Linked DNA regions of Mus musculus: region 2 is linked to region 1. A link is a contact called in public HiCAR-type data. All regions are on one chromosome and are shown on one strand. Each heading gives the region's core, a stretch centred on a gene start, on an enhancer-like site or on the middle of the called end of the contact. The rest is flanking DNA. Distances are from core to core; before and after follow the strand shown.

Region 1 (3,890 bases), core at 407-2,906:
ACCTGCAGTTAGTGAGTTCATGATTTTGAAAGAAGCTAAACTATAAAAACAGGTCGGGAGAGATAAAACACACCTAGTCATGCCAAGAAACTTTTATAGTGAAAAAAGAAAAAAAAAGAATAAGAAAAAAAAGAAAGAAATACCCTCATTAAACTCTGGTTTGGCACCGTTTATTTTAATCCAGTGTGCAAACATGAGGAGACCTTGCTGTCTTCCGTTTCCAGTTGAATGAGCCTTGGGGAGGGGCAGCCCGCTCAAAAATCCATTTAAGAGTTTGGAAGGCAACCTTTCCACTGTTAAACTTATCTAATCCTCCTGAAAGTACTTTATGAGAGGTTAGCTATTAACATTACCCAAATCCCCGCAGAACCAATAAAGAACGATGAAGCAAATAGCAAGCATTCAAGGAAGTGCTTTAAAACCTAAGTGAAGCCATCAAAGCTAGAAGGTTGTTTTTGGAGTCCGTTCTTGGGGGGAGCAATTGCCCTTTACCTGATTTCCTCTTTCTCAGCTGCTTCCATGGCACAAGGATGTTAACTCTGCCTGACTCCTAACTCTCAGGCCACAGTCTCAGGCGATCTTTAAAAAAACGGTGACAAGCAGGCTTGCTAAATTATAACCCGTACTTCATCACAGTCAAGAGTCCCCTTCGGGCAGAAGCCAATCTTAATTTTTTTTCATCTGGTATTATCTCAAGCGTAAACCAGCGTCTTTACAGGGATAAAGTACTTGGTAAATATTTCTAGGTTGAGAGTGGCTGATGAACTTTGCTTTTATTGGCGGAGATGTGCTCGCTGCCCTAGAGGTTAAAATCTAAGAGTGTGAGAAACAGGAAGCACCACCAATAAGGGTCAGTCTTAGTGGCTGTCACTCTACAATACCGAAAGCTGACCTGATCTCTCCTCACTTTTAGTTTCGAATGGGGAGTACAGTCTGGATCACTGCTGGACGCTGATGTCGCCTGTCAAACTATGCTGCAGCTGCCCCACAGTCTTTCAGGGTCAAAAGGGACTTTGGAGCTAATGAATCGTTTCTACTTCAGCCCCGTCACATTCCAGGCTCTGTTGCCACAGCTCGACAGCCAGAGAACTCAGTACTTGATGTCAATCATGCATCCAGTGTGCGCGCTTCTACAGACGTCTGGCCTGCGCCTGACCTTGACTTGGAAAGGATGAGGGGCGGGAAGAAGCAGGAAAAGCAAAGCCTTGGCCGCTGCACTGAGTTCCTTTAAGGGCTGGAAGAACAGAGGGAAGCACTAGACCTCAAAACTCTGCTAGTTCACCTCCAGGCCACGATCGCAGGGAAACAGGAGGACGCCTGCGCAGTAGACTCAAAGTTTCTGGGGCGCTCTGAGCGTCTGTGGGAAGAAGCACAGTTTCAAGGACCCGGATAATCCCGCCCACAAAGTAGCGCCGGAAGAGGGTGGGACGAGCCGGAAGAAGGCGGAACTACCTAGCCGGAAGAAGGCTCAATACTTTGGGTAGGCGCTTCATGGCTGTGAAGATGGCGGTGGCTGCGTGGCTTCAGGTGTCTCCTGTTATTTTTCTTCTTTTAGGGGCGCAGCCGTTCCCATTATCGTTTCTTGGTGCAGGTCCGGCACCCGTGTTTGCTGCAGATAGATCGAAGTGGCACATTCCGATGCCGTCGGTGAGTGTTGGGGTCGCTACTGAGCCTGAAGGGGGTAAGAGGTGGGGCTACGGTGGCCCAAGGGGTCCAGGAAGATTTCTGGAAAGTCGGGTTCCCAAAGTGAGTGGAATACCCAGAGCGTCCGTGTAGCTGCCGACGGGATCCCACCTGCCCTGAGCTGAGAGCTGAGCTATTTGCTGTAGGCGAGGAGTGTCAGGGGCCAAGCGTGTTCTTACCGGGAAAGTAACAGAACTTTAAGCATGGAACAGGAGAGAAACTTAATACACAGGGAGAGATAGTAGTTTCTCTTTCAGCTAGAATGTTACAAAATCCAGTACTAGGGCTGGATGAAAGGGAGATGTGAATAGAAGTCTTTATTTTTAACTCGTGTGTGTGTGTTTGTAAAAATAGTCCTACGGATGAAGGGTTTTGATTTGGTTTAAACTTGGAAACGTCTTTTGTGATTAGGGGACTTGGAGATTCAAAAATGCATTTTAACATGGGAATAGCCAAAACGAAACAATTCTAAAATGTTGTGTAGTAAGGATAGTCTTTTGTTTGGATAGTTAACTGATAAGTCGACCCATTTTAGAATCTCGTTTGACTTAGTACAGTACTTTGAACCAGAAAAACCAGATTTTGGTGAGAACTGCTTTAAAAACCATTAGCCATTTCGTTGACCTTTTTGCCTTTTTTTTTTTTTTGTCCTGTTCACTGTACATTTATATGGCAAATATTACAGGTTGTATTCATGTTGGTAAAGGGTTTTGGGCTTTGAGTTGTAGTTTTCTGTTTGTTACTGAAATGATTAATAGTTAAGTCCTTTTACATGTAAAAGTAAAACTGCTGAAAGTTTATTCAAAAGTCGGTTGTTCTGAGGGATGATTCGTGAGTAAAAAAGGAACTGTCCAGCTCAAGCCACTTTGAAGTTAGGTTGAAATTTGTAGCAGCCTCCCACTCAAGAGTCCCTGCTCTGTGGCCTGTAGGGAGCGGCAAGAGCCAATAGTTAGGATATGACTGACTTTCACTAAAGAAAATGTTGTTACTGTCTTTTTGATTAAGAAAATTTTGAATATTTTATAAATGTAGGTATTCATATTCTGCCTTGAAAATCGAAATGCCCTGATGTTAATTATCTTCCCTTTATCTTTTCAGGGGAAAGGTTATTTTAATTTTGGAAAGATTCTTTTCAGAAATACTACCATCTTACTGAAATGTGAGTTTCTAAACTTCATTGAGTTATTCGGATCTTTTAAACTTAGAAAATTATTCTCTACCCTAGTTTGCTTCTGTGTGCGCGCGCGCATTTGTGTGCATGTAGGAACATGTATGCATGTGTGTGAAGGTCAGAGGTCAGTTACTTGTGTCTTCCTCAGTTGCTGTCAGCCCTGTTTTTTGAGACAAGGACTCTCTCCTTGAACTTGGAGCTTGAGGTTTGGCTAGACTGGCTGACCAGCCAGCCTCAGGGATCTTCTTGCCCGCTTCTTTGGCACTGGAATTACAGGCATGGATTTTTACATGGATGCTAGGAATCTGAACTCAGGTGCTGATGCTTGCTGTGACAGGCAGGCATCTTACCAACAAAGCCATCTCCCTAGCCCCTTAATGTATTTTTAAGTCCAGAACTTTAATAACCTGGCACTGTTTAGATAAAAATATTTAATTTATAAGTCCTATCTGTGAGCAATATTCTGAGTACTTATATGAATTTTTATTGTCTTATTGTTTTTCAGTTTGCTGTTATGTATAGATACACTATTATATGTAGCTTATATTATATATTTGTATTACATACTTAATGTATACTTTATTGAATTCATATTGGCTGTATGTTATACAGTGTGTATGTATATTTATGTACATAAATTATATTTTTAATCATAGTTAAGTTGAATTATATTTAATTTTGTTTGTAGAGTGCTTACATCATTTTTAGATCTGTTCTGAGTCAGGACAAGATTTTGTGCTTGTGTGCTTGTTAGCTATTTACTGAAAACATGGCCCAAGATTGTGAGACCATTGACTAAGATACTCAGTATGTTTACCAAGGGAGTGTTTAACACTTCAAGGAACATTGAGTTCAAGGATATTACCAGGAAATAGGGACTGTATAGAAGAAAGCCAGTTTTTCTAGTGAGAGAAACAAAAGATCTGAAGCCAAACTGTGCTCTGTTTTTGAGATGGGGATAGTATTCTAGATCATCACTGTCATGTGACTTTGTTTGTTTGTTTGGAGACAGAGTTTTTCTCTGTAGCTTTGTGAC
Region 2 (3,890 bases), core at 417-2,916, 1.1 Mb before region 1:
TCTTCTGGTATGTGTGACAGCTACAGTGTATTTGTATAAATAACATAAATAAATCTAAGAAGGGAAGAAAAGAAAAGAAAGGAAAAGAGAGAGAGAGAGAGAGAGAGAGAAAGGAAAGTAAGCAGTTCATGTTGCTTGGGTTCTAAGTGCTGAAAAAGCTGGTTTAAGTTGCACATGACTACCTGTCCACCTGCTTCTAAATAAAGAAAATCTGCGGATGGATGGCCAGTGTTGGCCAAGGCCTGTGACCCATCCTCTACACAGGTTTAACGGATGATAGACAACAACAAGTAGCAATTCAGTCAATCTGGGCTACAACACCAGAACTGTGTCTGGCAGCAGTGGCAGAAGAGGACTTTAATAGCTAAGCCACAGACCAGGAACATAACTCAGTAGAAAGTTTACCTAGAATACACAAAGACCCTGAATTCTATCCCCAGTACCACACACATAAACTAAAGCATGGGGACCCACACCTGTAATCTCAGCTTTAGGCAATCAACACAGGAAGATCAAAACTTCCAGATCATCCTCTATTACTCTGAGTTACAAGCCAGATTACTTACAACACTGTCGCAAGGTTAAAAAAAAAAAACTGACCGCCTCAGAAACCGGCGTTACCAACTGAGATTTCCCCACACCGACTTTCATCGAGTCAGGACCTTCTTAATCCTTTTCCAAACACTCTCTTGACTTGCCATGAATCAAAACAATTATCTTCCCAAAACATTTACTCTCCATGGAATTCCCTGCTCCATACTACACTGAGCTCAGAACAGGCAAGTGCTCCACTGCTGAATGGCACCCGAAGCTCAGCAACATAACTTCTTAGGCTGATGAGTTTGTAATATAAAATTTCTGTGTCAAGTGAAGAGGCACACCGGGAGATAATCCTAGCTACTCAGGGAGGAAATAAGTGAACAACCACCAAAGTAGAGACAAAAACAAACTTGCCTGTTCAACACAGCTCCAAAATAAAAATAACAGAAAAAAAGATTTCTGTCTACTTTAGACTTTAAGGCATTTCTGGTTGTAAGCGTCCTCCTTCTTTCGTTCATTGAAAACCCTCGCTACTTAAAGTTTGTCAATTTCCTGTCTTCACCCAGCAAGGACCCAAGTGAAATAATTTAATAATTATTAACCTTCAAAGACCTATGTAATACTCCTAGAATTTTCACTATGTAGACCGACTAGCCTCAGTTTCTGAGATGCACCTGCCTCGGTCATCCCAGTGCTAAAATTGAGAGCGTGTGTGTCCAAACCAACAAATGACCCCTAACGGATTTCCTCCTTTAATTCTTTATCTTTCTTTTTTTTTCTTTTTCTTTTCTTTTCTTTTTTTTTTTTTAATTTTACAAAACACTGCAATCCTCTTTCACCTTCCCAAATGCTGGAATTCCATGCGTGACCCACGTATCCGTATAAAACACTTTACACTTCTAGGCTTTAAACAATATGCACCAACAGTCTCTCCTAATATACTCAGTTTCTTCAAAACATAATAAATGAAATCTTTAATACGAACCTTCTTGGACCTTACCAAAAACCAAAAGAAACAACTGTCAGACAGGAGGACCTTCCAGTTCTGGAAAATGTCGAAGGCGGGAAACTTGCTCGAAAGGCGCGCAAATCTCACCCTAGCCCTTTAAGCGATCCGCGCTCAGCCGCCCTCCGATTACCCACAATCCTCTGTTATGTACTTCTGGTTCCTCTACCCCCTACCGGAAGTTGTTTCTGTCAGTTGCGCAGCTGTGTGGGGCACAGCCTGTGGGACAGGGCTTTCGGCTCCTTGCTTTTCGTTGTTGGGATTGAGTCCGTTTTGGAGAGTCCCCGCGGCAGCCGTCACCATGTCGGTCCCAAGCGCACTCATGAAGCAGCCGCCCATCCAGTCTACGGCTGGGGCCGTCCCAGTTCGAAACGAGAAAGGTACGGGCTCCCCTCCCCTCCGGTTGGCTCTGACCTCTTTCATCCTGAGTATCTCTCAAACCTGCCTTACGCCGACCATGCCAGCTCGGCTGGCCCTTAAAACCTAGCTGCAGTTTCTTCCTGCGTCCCGCCTAAAGTCACAGGTGGCGTAGAGAAAGGGGATAGCGGGATCCACTTGCATCTACCTGATCGATTTAGTGAGGAGATCTCTCTCGAAATATAAAGTAAAGGAGGCTGGAGAGGCGGATCAGCGGTTGAGAGGACATACTGCTGTACCACAGGGCGCAAGTTCAATTGCCAGCAGTCACTTCAGGTGACTCAACAACCTGGGACCCCAAGTCTAGGGAGATCTGACACCTCTGGCTTCTGCCAGTACCTACACTTGTGCACATATCCACACATAGCATCCTTACAAATGATGATAATAATAATGCTACAGAGATGGCTCAACCGTTAAAGGCCAGGCTCACAGGCAGAACAGTAACAAAAATCAAAATATAAGAAGAAAGTGGGGCTGGCGAGATGGCTCAGTGGTTAAGAGCACCGACTGCTCTTCCCAAGGTCCTGAGTTCAAATCCCAGCAACCACATGGTGGCTCACAACCATCCATAACGAAATCTAATGCCCTCTTCTGGAATGTCTGAAGACAGCTACAGTGTACTTACATATAATAAATAAATAAAATCTTTAAAAAAAAAAGAAGAAGAAGAGAGCCGGGCCTGGTGGCGCACGCCTTTAATCACAGCACTCGGGAGGCAGAGGCAGGCGGATTTCTGAGTTCGAGGCCAGCCTGGTCTACAGAGCGAGTTCCAGGACGCCAGGGCTACACAGAGAAACCCTGTCTCGAAAAACCAAAAAAAAAAAAAAAAAAGAAGAAGAAGAAGAAGAAGAAGAAAGTGAGCTAGAGGCCTGTGTGTGTGTTTCTTTTCACTGTAATTGTTTTGTTTGTTTATTTTTAAGTGTATGAATGCTTTGCTTCCATGCATGGATATGCACCATGTGGGTGCAGTACCCACAGAGGCCAGAGGAGGGCCTGGAGTATCAGACTGTAACAGACTGCCATGCAGATGCTGGAAAATTGATCCAGGACCTCTGTATGAGCAGCAGAGCCTCTTAGCTGCTGAGCCACCTCTTGAGCTCCACCCTGTTTGTGTTATAGAAGAGATCTCCCGATTCAGCACGAGAGCTGGAGGAAAAGGTAGAAGCTGGCTAGTCAGAACGTTAAGTTAGGTCGTAAAGGCTGCCACAGCACCGCAGAGGAAGAAGCTAGGAAGAGAGCTGCCCTTACTGTGCCTGAGGTCAGACCCCGAGCATCCACATAGACACCTTGTGGGGAGAAGAGACGAGTTAGGAACTTTAGGCTTGATGGCTGGGCTAATAATAGCTGAAACAGCAAGCAACAGGTTCAGTGAAAGAACCTGTCTCAAGAAAGTAGTAGGAAGCACTAACTGTGGTGGCTTATGCATTTAAGCAGTCAGTAGGCAGAGGCAGACAGAGCTCTGAGTTTGCTACCAGCTTTGTCCTCACTGGCCAAGTCTGCATAACAGACCCTGCCTCTGTTTTTTGTTTTGTTTTGTTTTAGAAGGTATTTGGGCTGGCAGGATGGCTCCGTGGTTAAGGGCAATTGTTGCTCTTACAGAGGATTATGTGGCCCAGTCATCCATGACTCTAATTCCAGGGGATCTGAACCACCTTTCTGACTTTCTTGAACACCAAGCGATGTTGTGTGGGGTCACCCAGGTGGCACTGGTTTTGAAGGTATGACCAGGGCATGAAGAACAGCTGAGGCTTAGCACTGTGAGAGGCCATGGAAGGCCATTGAGGAAAGTGCAGCCTTAGTTGCAGTTAATGGCCCAGGACTAAAGGGGTTATGCAAAGGATTTAAGGCTTGGCACAATGAAGAGAGCCTATGAGAGGCTATTGTTGATACCTAGTTGCAGTGGAAGACCCCAGTGTATTGGAGA

Evidence for each region. HiCAR-type assays count read pairs that join an accessible place to other places.
Region 2: a contact with region 1 is called in a HiCAR-type map of astrocytes, with 3 times the contacts expected there. The contact joins the promoter of Wdr76 here to the promoter of Ganc in region 1. A contact is called at or near these places in 3 of 39 promoter capture datasets (cranial neural crest, frontonasal cranial neural crest and second pharyngeal arch cranial neural crest) and 1 of 115 datasets of contacts at active chromatin or transcription factors (astrocytes).

Annotation. Positions count from the first base shown.
Region 1 is chr2:120,401,662-120,405,551 of GRCm38.p6, reverse strand. Ganc (glucosidase, alpha; neutral C) reads right to left here and starts at 1,656. Exons shown (of 24, transcript NM_172672.2): 1 at 493-1,656. The coding sequence starts at 521. Tmem87a (transmembrane protein 87A) reads left to right here and starts at 1,436. Exons shown (of 20, transcript NM_001110496.1): 1 at 1,436-1,647; 2 at 2,782-2,842. The coding sequence starts at 1,492.
Region 2 is chr2:121,504,499-121,508,388 of GRCm38.p6, reverse strand. Wdr76 (WD repeat domain 76) reads right to left here and starts at 1,666. Exons shown (of 13, transcript NM_030234.2): 1 at 1,526-1,666. Mfap1a (microfibrillar-associated protein 1A) reads left to right here and starts at 1,733. Exons shown (of 7, transcript NM_026220.4): 1 at 1,733-1,926. The coding sequence starts at 1,848.